Regions from separate parts of the Mus musculus genome. Here region 2 is linked to region 1. A link is a contact called in public promoter capture Hi-C data. All regions are on one chromosome and are shown on one strand. Each heading gives the region's core, a stretch centred on a gene start, on an enhancer-like site or on the middle of the called end of the contact. The rest is flanking DNA. Distances are from core to core; before and after follow the strand shown. Region 1 holds the start of Zfp82 (zinc finger protein 82). Region 2 holds the start of Proser3 (proline and serine rich 3).

The links. Capture Hi-C pulls out chosen DNA fragments and counts their contacts.
Region 2: a contact with region 1 is called in a promoter capture Hi-C map of liver. The contact joins the promoter of Proser3 here to the promoter of Zfp82 in region 1. A contact is called at or near these places in 1 of 39 promoter capture datasets (neural stem cells) and 1 of 9 other capture datasets (liver).

The regions. Positions count from the first base shown.
Region 1 is chr7:30,069,991-30,076,966 of GRCm38.p6, forward strand. It overlaps Zfp82 (zinc finger protein 82), which reads right to left and starts at 2,833. Exons shown (of 7, transcript NM_177889.5): 1 at 2,791-2,833; 2 at 2,039-2,149; 3 at 1-158.
Region 2 is chr7:30,548,105-30,555,080 of GRCm38.p6, forward strand. It overlaps Proser3 (proline and serine rich 3), which reads right to left and starts at 4,201. Exons shown (of 12, transcript NM_001382459.1): 1 at 4,104-4,201; 2 at 2,654-2,730; 3 at 1,503-1,599; 4 at 937-1,104. The coding sequence starts at 1,561. It overlaps Hspb6 (heat shock protein, alpha-crystallin-related, B6), which reads left to right and starts at 5,197. Exons shown (of 3, transcript NM_001012401.3): 1 at 5,197-5,428; 2 at 6,158-6,280; 3 at 6,365-6,976. The coding sequence starts at 5,231. The coding sequence ends at 6,532. It overlaps Gm38670 (predicted gene, 38670), which reads left to right and starts at 4,724; the gene lies at 4,724-4,800.

The sequences.
Region 1 (6,976 bases), core at 1,583-4,082:
TATTGCGTGTATATGAATGTGGTGTGTGGCTACACAGATGCCACAGCACACATGTGGAAATAGGAGGAAAACTCGCAGGAGTCGCTGGATCAAACTCAAGCTCTCAGGCTGGACAGCAAGCTCCTCCACCCACTGAGCCATTTACCTGGCCATCATTCCTTAACAAAAACAAGCAAACCAAAAATAAAACCTGGGAATGAGGACTAAAGAAATGGCTCAACAGTTAAGAGTATATATGGCAGCCAGGAGGTGGTGGCATACACCTCTAAGCCAGCACTCAGGAGGCAGGGGCAGATGGATCTCTGAGATAGAATTATAGAGCAGGATAGTCTGGTCTACAAAGTGAATTCCAGGACAGCCAGGGCTACACAGAGAAACTGTATCAAAAAAATAAAACAAGGGGGCTGGAGAGATGGCTCAGCTGTTAAGAGCACTTACTGCTCTTCCAGAGGTCCTGGGTTCAATTCCCAGTAAGTACATGAGGGCTCACAAACATCTGTAACGGGATCTGATACCCTTTTCTGGTGTGTCTGAACACAGCAACTGTTCTTACATACATAAAATAAATAAATCTTTAAAAAAATAACAAAACAAACAAAAACGAGTGTATAGTGCTCTTATAGAGGATCCCAGTTCAATTCCCAGCACCTATCTGAAAGTGGCTCATAACTACGCTAAACTTCAGTCCAGGAGGATCCCATCCCTGCCTCTGGTCTCTGGGCACCAGAACTTACATGTACATACATGTAAGTAAATAAATGATAAAAGATGTACAGAGAATCCTTTATAAAAATAGGAAGGGAGGGGGGTGGCTCACGATCTGCAAAGCAATCTCATGCCGTCTTCTGGCACATAGGTGTATAGTCAGACAGAGCATTCACATACATTAAATAAATATTCTTTTAAAGATTTATTTATTATATATACAGTGTTCCACCTGAATGTATGCCTGCAGGCTAGAAGAGTGCACCACATCTCACTGTAGATGTCTTCAGACACACCAGAAGAGGATGTCGGATCCCATTACAGATGGTTGTAAGCCACCATGTGGGTGCTGGGAATTGAACTCAGGACCTCTGGGAGAGCAGCCAGTGCTCTTAAGCACTGAGCCATCTCTCCAGCCCAATAAATAAATCTAAAAGGAAAGGAAAGGATGTGGGACACTAGGAGGAAGAGAGGATTCAGGGAAATAGTGAGAGAATAAAAGGTGGCACAGAGAGAGGCTCTGAGAGAGACACTGGGAGAGACATTAAAGAAGAAGCAGGTCGACACTGAGGAAAGGTAAACTAACCAATTAGTAGACATAGAATAGTTTGAATGGGTTAAATAAACTACAAGCTAGTCTTGAAGCAAGGCATTTAATAATACATAATTAGTCCCAGAGTTGTCATTTTGGGAGCAGAGGCTGGAAGGATAAACGGATTTTTTTTAAAGACTTTTTTATGTATGTGAGTGCACTATAGCTGTCTTCAGACACACCAGAAGAAGGCATTAGATCCCATTACAGATGGTTGTGAGCCACCATGTGGTGGCTGGGAATTGAACTCAGGACCTCTGGAAGAGTGTTCTTAACCGCTGAGCCATCTTTCCAGCCCCCCCCTTTTTTTTTTTACAAAAATAAATCTTAAAAATAAATGTACATCACAATTAAGTAGATACCCATACACACCACTCCCTTGGTGTTGGAATCACCCCTAATCACCACATTAACAAACAGCTGCTGTTTACTAAGCATTTGGTATTTATGAATATCAGCAACTGTTCTAAGAGCTCTACAGCATAGTATTAAAAATAAAACCCAGCTATAAAAATAAAGCCCGATCTCCTTGGAGGGAGGGTTGTCGTCCTGTCCCCCCCCCCCAAAAAAAAAAACACTGAAAAGCGGATACGTATGTACGTACAGGCACTGGGTGGTGTAAGGAGTCAGGCTCTGTTTCTAAGAACCAGACATTTAAAAATAACAAATGTTCTGATCCACTAAAAAATTAAAGTGCCTTTCACAGATCCAAGAGGTAAGATTGACCCCCCCTGACCTTACCTTTTAAACAGGCAACAGCGATTTATCCCTCCCCTTCCTGTGAGCACTTAAAGGCAGGCTGGAGTAGGAGCGAATGTTAACGTCCAAACTTTTCTCGGAGCCTTGTCCAGCCTAGTTAAATCAAAGCACAAGACACAACCAATCGGTCACCACCACCCATCACTCACACCCGGGAGCGAGTTCAGCTGTCCTGCCCTGGTACCTAAGAAAGGCCAGGGCGGCAGATGGCCAGGAAGTTTACAATAGCTCCCTAGGTGGATCGCACACAGCCTGTCCAGCGAGTGACTGTATCTGAGCACGTGTGGCGTGTTGGGGGTAACCCCAGGGAACCAGCCAAGGGTGTGTGTGTTGGGGATCGGGGACCATCTTTCAGACCCCTCTCAAGACCCGGAGCTCTTTGCTTTGTTTACTGGGAGTCTTGTGTGTTGCTCAGGTGAATGGCTGGGGAACCATTCCTCTTTGGGACTGATGTGGCTACACCGCAGCCGAGCCTGGGGCCAGAATCACACACACCAGGACCTCGGCAACCTCGCTCACACAACCGCTCTGCACCCCATTCACTCGCACAAATGCCATCACGCCGTGGCTTCCGGGCCGCACTCAGTCGCGGTGGCTGCCACCCCGACGCCCTGCCACGCCCAGCAGGCACAGCTCGCCACTGTGGTCCCCACGCAGCAAGCCGAGGCGCGGACCCAGTATGAGGGGCGCGGGGCCTCCCTGTCCCCGCCCTTACCCCCTGCTCCCTGCAGCACCTTCACTAAGTTCACGGAACTGGGACCCAGGCTCGGCTCAGTTGCCCCGCCCCACGCGCTGAGGTGACAGTGGCTGCATCTCCAGACCCCCGAGAGCCTACAGGGCGTTGCGCGGGGACTGCTGGGAGGGACAGCCGCACGCACCGCGTGCGCATGCGCCACACTCACTGTGTGCTCCGTTTGGGACCAGGACAGGGAGAGGAGCAGAACCTCAACTCTGATTAAGTATTTGAGGAAAATCGGATTTTCGTTTGGAGATTTGTGCATTTGATATAGTCATGTTTGTTGTGGAGGTGACTGCAAATGACTACGTCTTAGAATAAGATTTTAAAGGACATTCCTATCATGTAGTTTGCTTTTACCCAGGTTCTTAAGATTTTCTTCTTTCTTAACCAGGATTTTTTTTTTTTTTTTGGAGAGACAGGGTTTCTCTGTGTAGTCCTGGTTGTCCTGGAACTCACTCAGTAGACGAGGCTGGCCTTGAACTCAGAAATCCTCCTGCCTCTGCCTTCCAAATGCTGGGATTAAAGTGCTGGATCATCAACTTAAATACCTTTCGTTCCTATATTTTTAAATTGCCAGAAAATAAATAATAAAATGGTTGAGCTGGTATGTGCCTATATTCTTATCACTTTGAAGGCAGAAGAATCACTCAAAAGTTTGAGGCCAGCCTGAGTTACATAGTGAGTTCCAAGCCAGCCAGGGCTATATAAGACCTGGTCTCAAGTATATAAAGTAAACGTGATGGTTAAATTTCTGATTAATTGATCATCTATAATTATATTCTCTAATGCTACAGCTTGTGGAAAGTTAAGCCTTTCAGTAAATAGGGATAACAATGAATACTAAGCAGTGACTAACGAAGGCACAGCCCTACCCTGATAAAACAATGAGTCAGGTGGTAGAATCACTCCCACATGGAACATGCTATATAGCACATAAACATGATTAATTAAAAAAAAAAAAAAAAAAAACTCGGGGGCTGGTGAGATGGCTCAGTGGGTAAGAGCACCCGACTGCTCTTCCGAAGGTCCGAAGTTCAAATCCCAGCAACCACATGGTGGCTCACAACCATCTGTAATGATCGACTCCCTCTTCTGGAGTGTCTGAAGACAGCTCAGTGTACTTATATACAATAAAAATAAATAAATCTTTAAAATAAATAGATAAATAAATAATTCTTAAAAAAAAAAAAAAACTGATCTCAGGCAGAACTTGCCATCTCATGAAATAAACTACTGATTATGATTACTCTTGGGGAAAATAAGGTCAAAAGGTGTTGTTGTCTTATTTATGTTTAAATCTTCCATGAGAAAACACACCTGTTTTATTTCTAGTTTTAAAATTAATAACTTTCAAGCCAGAGAGATGGCGCAGTGGAGTTTGCTGTGCATTCTCTGGGAACCACATGGGAGAAGGAGAGAACCAATTTCCCCTGTGACCTCTACACCAGGGATGCTGTACAAACTAAAACTTAAAATAATCAAATGTGGCCGGGCATGGTGGCGCACACCTTTAATCCCAGCACGTGGGAGGCAGAGGCAGGCCGATTTCTGAGTTCGAGGCCAGCCTTGTCTACAAAGTGAGTTCCAGGACAGCCAGGGCTATACAGAGAAACCCTGTCTCGAAACAAACAAACAAACAAACAACAAAACAAACAAAGAAATCAAATGTGGAGCTGGACATGGCAGCACATACCTTTAATCTCAGCACTCACGCTGGGAGGAGAGGCAGAGGGATCTCTCTTGTGTATGAGGCCAGCCTGGTCTACATGATGAGTTCCAAGATAACTGAGGTAATGTAGAGAGACCCTGTCCCTCCAAAAATCAAATAAATAGATAGATACATACATACAGATGGGGCTTAGGAGATGGCTCACTGGTTAGGAATACCAGTTGCTTTTACAGAAAACACAAGTTCATTCCTCAGCACCCATATGGCAGCTTATAAACACGTATAACCCCAGCTCCTGGTGATTCGATGCTCTTAAAAGTCAGAGGTACACACACACACACACACACACACACACACACACACACTCACTCACTCACGAAGACACTCATACACATAAAATGTCCAAAACATGGTATAGATATGCCTAGGAACAATGTCCATCAGGGGCACATATTTTAGCATGTATCATGAAAAAGAATATCTGAAAGAAACAAGGCCCACCAGGAGGCTCCTAGAGTGATTTATCAGTCACACAGTGTCAAGGCAAGAGTCCTGGGATTGCTACATTTTGTTGTTTTGTTTTTTCCAGGCAAGGTTTCTCTGTGAAGTAGTCCTGGCTGTCCTGGAACTTTCTAAGTAGACCAGGCTGGACTCGTGTCTCCCATGTGTCACCGTGACCTGATTGTCAACTTGAGACTCAGAATCACAAGGCACGTCCTCTGGGAGGCTGGGGCTGGGGCTGGGAGAATGGGGCATTTTCAGACAGTTTACCTGAAGTCAGAAGAAACATCCTAAATTTAAGAAAAAGAAAGGGGTGGGGCCTGGGATGGAAGAAATGGCTCAATCGTTAGCATTTACTGTATGTACTTCCAGAGGACCCGAGCCATTCCTAACACCCACATGGTGGCTCAAAACCATCAGTGTGCACATAAACACGAATACAATGGTGCACACATGCATGCATGCATGCATACAGGCAAAACACTCATACACATAAGAATTTTTGTAATCAAGCTGACTACAGGCATTCCATCTTTCTGCTTCCTGACTGCAGACTCCATGTGACCACGTACCTTTTGCCATTCTTGTTCTGCCAACCTGTATCCTCAAACTGTGAACCACATTGAACTCCACAGCAGGAAAGACAGAAAGGTAATCTCAGAGCCACAGGAAAAGGCTTGCAGAGGAAAAGGGCTCTGCTCCAGAGACCTGATTGGCTTTCAAATAAGCCCACAAAAGGCAGACTCCAAACTCCACTGATAAGGACCTAACAGCACATAAAAACATGGGCTTTCATCTTTAATCCCAGCACTTGGGAGGCAGAGGCAGCAGGATCTCTGGGAGTTCGAAGCCAGCTTGGTCTGCAGGGTGAGTTCTAGGACAGCTAGGGCTACAGAGAGAAGCCCTGTCTTGGAAAACAAAAAACAAAAAACAAAAACATAACACAATGCCCTTCTCACCACCACCAACAAAAAAATGCTTTCCAAAGGTCATCAGGTCATCTTGTCAAAGTCAGCATATTAACTGATCTCAGGACTCGAGAGACGGCTCAGCAGATAAGAGCACTGGCTACTCTTACAAAGGACCAGGGTTCTGTTCCCACCACTTACATGGTGGCTTAGAACCACTTGAAAACTGTTCCAGGGACTCCAGTCCTTTCTTTAGGCCTCCAGGACACCAGGCACACAGCTGGTGCACATACATGCATATGTGCAGGCAAATCACTCAGGCACACAAAATAAAAGAAATAAAACTTAAAGAAAATTGCTCTGGTTAGCGCTAGACGCTACTTTTCCAGAAGCCATCTCCACAAGGGGTGTCAAGAACAGCAATTAGGCCGTGCTCACGTGGGCTTTAAATGATGTATAACCTCCTGCTCCTAGCACTCTTCCGTAAGTGCGTTATCCTCCTCACAAACCACCATACAACTCGACTTACTAAGGAAAAAACATCTTCTAACTCTCTTCTTTAGGTTTTTCAAGACAGGGTTTCTCTGTGTAACCCTGGCTGTTCTGGAATTCTCCCTGTAGACCAAGCTGGCCTCTGCCTCCTGAATGCTGGGATTAAAGGCGTGCACCACCACCCAGATAAATTCTTTAACTCTTAATCTTATTACAAGTGACTCTTTGCTGGGATGTCAGAAAGGCGATGCTTTCTTAGCCATCTTTACAGAGGTTAACTTGTGAGCCACCAAGATCCTACAGTCACGGCAGGACCTGACTATGACTCTCCCTCAGCGTCACCCAAACTTCTCTTATCCGAACTGTAAGAATCTGACTGACTCTCCCCTAGAGATACCCACACTTCTAGAAGTGTGGTTTAACCCTTTCTCTCCTGGACTACTTCCTATCCCTGATAAATCCTTTCTGCTCGATACCTGGTGCCCCTGAAGTTCACTTCATTGTTGATGCTGGAAATCTCAATTTGGTGTAGATGGAGGCCTCTGGAAAGAACCCCCCCCCCCCCATAGCTGTTAGTGTGGATCAGTGTTCCTATTGCCAGTGAAAGACAC
Region 2 (6,976 bases), core at 2,951-5,450, 480 kb after region 1:
CACTATGTAGCTGAAAGTGCCCTTGAACTTCTGATCCTCCTTCTTCCGCCTTCTCAATGCTGAGACTACAGGCAGACATCACTATGCCTGCTTTTATGTGGCTTTGGGGATCAAGCCAAGGCACTGTGTATGCCAGACAGGCACTCTAACAGCTGAACTACATTGCCAGCCCAAATGATTCTTGACCAACAAAGAATAAGGAAGAATGATTCTGGAAGAGTAGTGTCACTGAGAACCATTTTTGGCCCATGAGGGAAAGGACAACAGCCTAGACATAGGACAACAATAAGACAGACAGAACCTAGGATCCTAACACCTTACACTGGGGCTGCTGGGTCAGCTCTGGTTTCTTTTGTAACAGTGAAACAGAAATAAATGTTATCTTGGTTAGGCCATAATTATCTTAGGACCTTTGTTACAGAATCTTTTATTTCTCTATCTTTCAAATTCAAGTACTTACTCTAAAATGAGTGGGTTTTGGTCTTAGTTTGTTTGTTTGATTGATTGGTTGGTTTTTTGAGACAGGGTTTCTTTGTGTGGTCCTGGCTGTCCTGGAACTCACTCTGTAAATCAGGCTGTCCTCAAACTCAGACATCCTCCTGCCTCAGCCTCCTAAGTGCTAGGATTAAAGACATGCACCACCACCACCACCTGGCAACAGGTGCTCTTATAGTTCACTGTATGGAGGAACTGAGATTTCAAAACAACTCCAATGTTTGTGTGTGATTAATATTCCCAGTTGAAGGAAACTGAGACCAAAGCAATATAGGGAGTAAGTTAACAAGCAGGATTTGAACCCAGGCTCTACAGCCCTCAATACTACAGATGAAATGCCTGGTCCTAAAAAAGTACTGCATAAACAGCTCTGTCTCTGATAGTTATTATGGGATGCCTTCTTCCTCTCTTCCCCCGCCCCCCAGGAATTCTGGTACTCACTTGGCTACTATTGAGTCCTCGTTGTCAATTAAGTTGCAGGGTGGAGAGGTACTTTGTCCCTCAGTGGTACTGGCTGGGGAAGGGGTCCATGAACTAGATGGCCAGGACTCCTCAGACAGCTCATCGGAACTGGCTGCTGTGGCCTTGGGAGCTTGTGGCCTTTGAGACCTGGATGGACCCGGGATTTAAATAGGGAGAAAACATAAGAAGTAAAGATCAGATCAGAAAGGTGACCTCATAGGGGAATGAACACACATAGAGGGTGTCAGAAAGAGGAAACATCCCACACTGTTACCATCGGGAGGTTCAGTTAACTACCTAAGTGGGGCTGTGGTCAGGGATCCAGGTGCTAGAGAGCTAGAAATGCGTAGACCACCAGCACTGGGGTAAGGGGTTTCTCTTAATCTCTCACTGCATGCCTTCCTTCCCTCTAGTGGTCACTGACAGCTACCAGTCTGAGGCACAGAACTTTACCTAAAAAGTGTCCTCACGCCAGGGCTACACAGAGAAACCCTGTCTCGAAAAAACAAACAAACAAAACAAACAAACAAAAAAAGTGTCCTCACCTTGTGGCTCCAGTTCTGGTTTCTTGATGGCCCAAAGGGTTGTCCACCTTGGGGAACATTTCCAAAGGGGTTGTCTTGGGAGGTGAAAACTAACAGGCTATGAAAGAAGCAGAGCATAGTAAGAGGAGGACAGAAGCTGACAATTCCTATAGATTACTGGAAGAAATGTCTTGCGCATGCTCGACTGGCCAGGAAGAACGACGCTGCAACAGGATCCTTCTGCACACGTTTATTGGGAGAGCTTGACTGTAGAGGCGAAAAGACCCCGAGCCCAGAACTGGTGCTGCTTATATAGGCCTAGGAGAGGCGTGTCTCACATCTGATTGGTTAACTTGTCTCTCATCTGGGCAAAAGAACCTTCACTGCCTGTGTATGTGTGGTGGCCAGCAGTAGCCAACTACCACTCTGCAACTGCCACTCTGCAACGGCTTCCCACAGAAATGGACTACAATCCCCATGAATCATCACAACTCCCATAATTCCCATGAGCTCTAAGTCCCATGATAGAGACATAGAAGAACCTAGAAACTAGTAGTTGGTAGTTCTCAACTCTGGTAGCCTAGTAGGAGCTTTATTTTTGAGATAGGGTCTTACTCTGTAGCCATGATTAGCCTTGCACTTGAGGTGATCCTCCTGCCTCAACTTCTTGAGTGCTAGGACTTTAAAAATTACAGACTAATGCCAAATGTGTAATGTTCATCTGTCGTCCCAGCACTCAAGAGGCTCTGGCAGAAGGATCCAAAGTTCCAAAGCAAAGGCTGAGGAGATGGCTCAGTGAATACGATGCTTGCTCCCCGAACATGGGGACCTGAGTTCAAATCCATAGAATCCATGGAAAGCCAGATGTGGTAGCACAATCTGCAATCCGAGTACTTCTATACAGAGGTGGGAGGTGGATACGGGAGAGTCCCCTAAAACTTTTCAAGTCAGCGAGCCTCAGAGGTGAACATCAAAGAGAAGACCCTGGCTCAACATGGTGAAAGATGAGAACAGACGCCTGAGCCTGTCTGATTTCCACAGGGTGCACACACACACACACACACACACACACACACACTCTCTCTCACACTCACACACACACAGAAACAAGTGCACTCATACGCAAAGGCTGCATAGAGAACTCTTGTCTCAAAACAAGAATAACATTTTACCTGTTGCCTGCCTGTGGATCCTGTTCCTCTAACTGGACTGCCTTGCCTGGCCTCAGTGGGAGAGGATGTGCCTGGTCCTGCAGAGGATGTGTGAGAGTGGGTTGGTACCCATGCACACCCCCAGAGGATGAGTGAGAGTGGGTTCCCACTCCAGGCTAACAGAATCAGACTATCAGGAAACAGGCTAGACACTGCAACTTCTTCACACTATTCAGGCAATTAAAAAAAGATTTATTTATTTTTATTTTGTATGCATGGGTAGTATTATGCCTGCATGTGCCTGTGCACATTTATGTATGTGCAATGCCCTTGAAGACCCTGGAATGAATGTGAGTAGCCATGTGATGCTGAGAACTGAACCTGGGACCTCTGGAAGACCAGCCCCTGCTCCCAACCAATGAGCCCTTTTTCCAGCCCCATTCAGGAAAAACCTGGTCTGTTGCATAGTTCTGTTTTGTTTTTAACTGACACTAATTGTACAAGTTTATGCGGCACAGTATGATATTTCAATACGTGTATACAATATGTTACAGTCAAATCAAGGTAACTAATTTCTACCTCTTTAAACATGTTCCAAGAAGCCCATTTCATGAAGCTCCAATTAATTCCACGAGGAAAAAAAAAAAAAACCCAAGTAATGTAGCCAAGAATGGTGGTGGATGCCTTTAATCCCAGAACCCAGGAGGAAGAGGCAGGAGTTTAAGGCCAGCCTGGTCTACAAAGTGAGTTCCAAGACAGGGCTGTGCAGGGAAACCCTGTCTTAAACAACAACAACAATACAAATCATTTTAAAAAGCACCCATATGGGCTGGACAGATGGCTCGGTGGTTAAGAGCACTGGCTGCTCTACCAGAGGTCCTGAGTTCAATTCCCAGCAACCACATGGTAGCTCACAATCATCTGTAATGTGGTCTGATGCCCTCTTCTGGCACACGGGAGTATATGCAGAGAGAGCACTCATATACCTAAAATAAATAATAAATCTTTTTTTTAAAAGCATACAAATGAAAAAAAGAATGAAAACAATAGGCAAAAACAAAACATTAACAAAGAGCCACGACGAAACCGTACACAATATGTTTCCGGTTAAACCTGTTAAGGGAAGGGGGAGGTGGTGGCATGACTCCCAAAGAGAAAGGGGCAGTAGAGACTACAATCCCCATGAATCACTGGGCTCCTCCTAAGTGAAAAAGTTCATAGACAACACCCCTAGATGTCTGGGGCAATTTGGAAACTAACGAACTAAATTTTCAAATTTCTTTTCGACTCTTCTTCGGCCCACCCTGCGGGAACAAAAGACATGAGACACTCAGAGATGTTGGAGGGCCCAAACTGTGTGGTATCTTGGGAGTTGTAGTTCTCCTGAGATTGGGCGGGAGACTTCAGGCTCACGTAAACCCGTGTTGCCTTCCCAGGCCTCCTGTGGTCTCTGAAAGAGGACCAACCTCACCTGCAGTCAGTTTGTCGGCATTTACCGCAGCCTTAGCGCCAGCGGAGCTTCTTCGCGGAACAACCCTGCGCCTACTCTCCTCGCTAAGCAACGCCGTCAGCCCCGCCCCTTTCTGGCTGTGCAGAGTAGGAGCGCGGCCTCCAAAGCGACCAATGATAGACTAGAAAATAAAAGTAACTGGAAAGCGGCCGAGGGGCGTTCTCTCTTGACGAACTGGGAGAGCGTGTGTTTGATTGGAGCGTGCAGCAGTAATTGGCAAGACTTCAGACCAATAGTAAGGATCAAAGGCCGGGCTGACGCTTGAAGAGCGCTAAGAGTCCTGCCTTTTACTCAGTCCTTATTTCTAACCGCCAGGATACCTGTTGGAGCGAAGGCCTGACTCCAGCCTAGCTACTATTGCAGGGCTAACCCGAGACGTCTGTCTTTACTTTGACTGCTATCCCGTCCTGATGGTCACCTTAACCACTTTCCTCTTGAGCAGCTGGCCGTACTCCTTGCCAGGCCCGGGCTCCTGGCCCAGGTAGTGGGATCAAAACGAGCTATTTCGGGCCCCGGCGCGCAGCCCCCGGGGGCCAACCTGGAGTGTTCATGCTCATGCCCCCTGGCCGCTGAGCACCCCAGGCTGAGTCAGAGGCACAGAATTAGGCCCGACCTACTCTGGGGTAGGGTCTGTTCTGTGTCCTCCTGACTGCCTGGCATGGGTGCAGCATTCTCCAGGAGTCTGTTACTAAGACTGATGCGTCATCCTCAGAGCTGCCAGCCTGGCGGAGATGGATTAAGAGGACTGAGAACTCTTTGGGGGACTAATCGGGACCCAGGGTCCCAACTGCCACAATGATTGCCACACCTATAAGGGTCTGCCTCCTAGACTTTTAGCTTCCCCTTACAGAAATGGAAAAAGGCTTAATGACATTTCCCTGGTGTCCTTTTCCGGGCATCCAGCAGGCGTTTAATAACTGGCCAAGTAATTATTGAAGTTTCTAAATAAGGAATACTAATGCCTGAGTTTGGCCTCAATCCCAGTGTCCCTGAGAGGCCCGCCGCAGGGGCGGCACAGGGCACAGTATAAATCGGAGCCAGCGTGCGTTTGGGCACTGCGGGGCCCAGGGTGGCAGCGTAGGAACAGGATGGAGATCCCCGTGCCTGTGCAGCCTTCTTGGCTGCGCCGTGCTTCAGCTCCTTTACCAGGTTTCTCTGCTCCGGGACGCCTCTTTGACCAGCGTTTCGGCGAAGGGCTGCTTGAGGCAGAGCTGGCTTCACTGTGCCCTGCTGCGATCGCCCCCTACTATCTGCGCGCCCCCAGTGTGGCGTTACCCACAGCCCAGGTGCCAGGCCTAGGGAGAGGGCCAATCCAACTACTAACAAGACTGGGGGCCAGGAGGGGGGTCTAACCCCGGGCCGGGGGTGCGGGAATGTCTGTTGATTTTTAACTTAGAGGAGAATGTCACCCCTCAGTGGGGCCATTGGGTGTCCCTTGAGTGCGGTATTCTGAGCCCCTCCCCCCCCCCCCCCCCGTTACTGATCTTCTGAGGGGGTGAAGGGTGGGGCAAGTGAGCCGGGAATCTGGGGGAAAGGACAAGTGAGTCCCGACGGGCTGTAATGTTCCTAGGGTTGCATATGGTGATGCTGCATCTTCAAGAGGGATCCTGTGATTTGATGAAGGGGGTCTTGGGCACTCTAAACGAGGGGAAAGTACCCGTAAAGGGCACAGGAGGTCCCATGACCTAAGTAAGAACTCTGGCGATGGGGAAGTGGCATCTTGGTTGCTAGCATGGTGGGGTCTCGTAGCAGAAATGGTGACTGTGGAGTCAAGGACATGGGGTGGGGGGTTATAGGGTAGATATCTAACTTGGTTACCACAAAGAGGTGGACCCAGTATTTGAAGGGGAGGGGGGCCAGTTATTATGAGGCTGAGGTTCTGGTGACTTAGAGGGGACAGTCTACACAAGTCCTCGGCAGCAGCACTGTAACCTATGTATCATAGAGAGTGCTGGGTCCCAGAAGCCAAGACCCCTATCCGATCGACGCCCCACCCCTACCCGCCATGTGTGCAGGTGTCCACGGACTCTGGGTATTTTTCCGTGCTGCTGGATGTGAAGCACTTCTTGCCAGAGGAAATCTCTGTCAAGGTGGTTGACGACCATGTGGAGGTCCATGCTCGGCACGAGGAGCGCCCGGTAGGTCTGCATGCCAGACTGGGGAGCGGGGTAGGCAGGAGGGTAGGAGTCTCAAGCCCATCTCTCCCTGTACCCCACCCTCAGGATGAACACGGATTCATTGCTCGAGAGTTCCACCGCCGATACCGCCTGCCTCCTGGTGTGGACCCTGCTGCTGTGACCTCAGCACTGTCTCCTGAGGGTGTCCTGTCCATCCAGGCCACACCAGCGTCGGCCCAGGCCCAACTTCCGTCACCACCTGCTGCCAAGTAGGGGTCCCAGCTGCACAGGACCGAACCCAGGAAGCCTCTTTAGGCTCTCTTTTAAAAGCCGATCTGACTCCACTGCCCAGCCAGATGTCCCAATCGCCGTCAAGACAGCCTTTCCCAACCACACCTAGATGTCCTTCGGAGACCTTTCCACCCCTAAGCCTACCTGAGCCCTAGTAACCTAGACAGCCTCCCTAAGCCCTCTCCCAGCTTTCCGGCCCGACCCAGGACACCTCTCTAGGGACGCTACTGTCACCCCTCAGTCAAGGCTCCCATCAAATTGACCCCACTTTGGGCTTCTATCACCACGCAGGCCTCCTACCGCACTTGTAACCTGTGTAGAATACCCCAAGGTGACACCAGAGTACAGTGTAGTCACCTAATTCTCCACATGGAGAAACTGCATGGGCTTTCCACATCAGAACATCCAAGCCTAGTCCACCAGTCC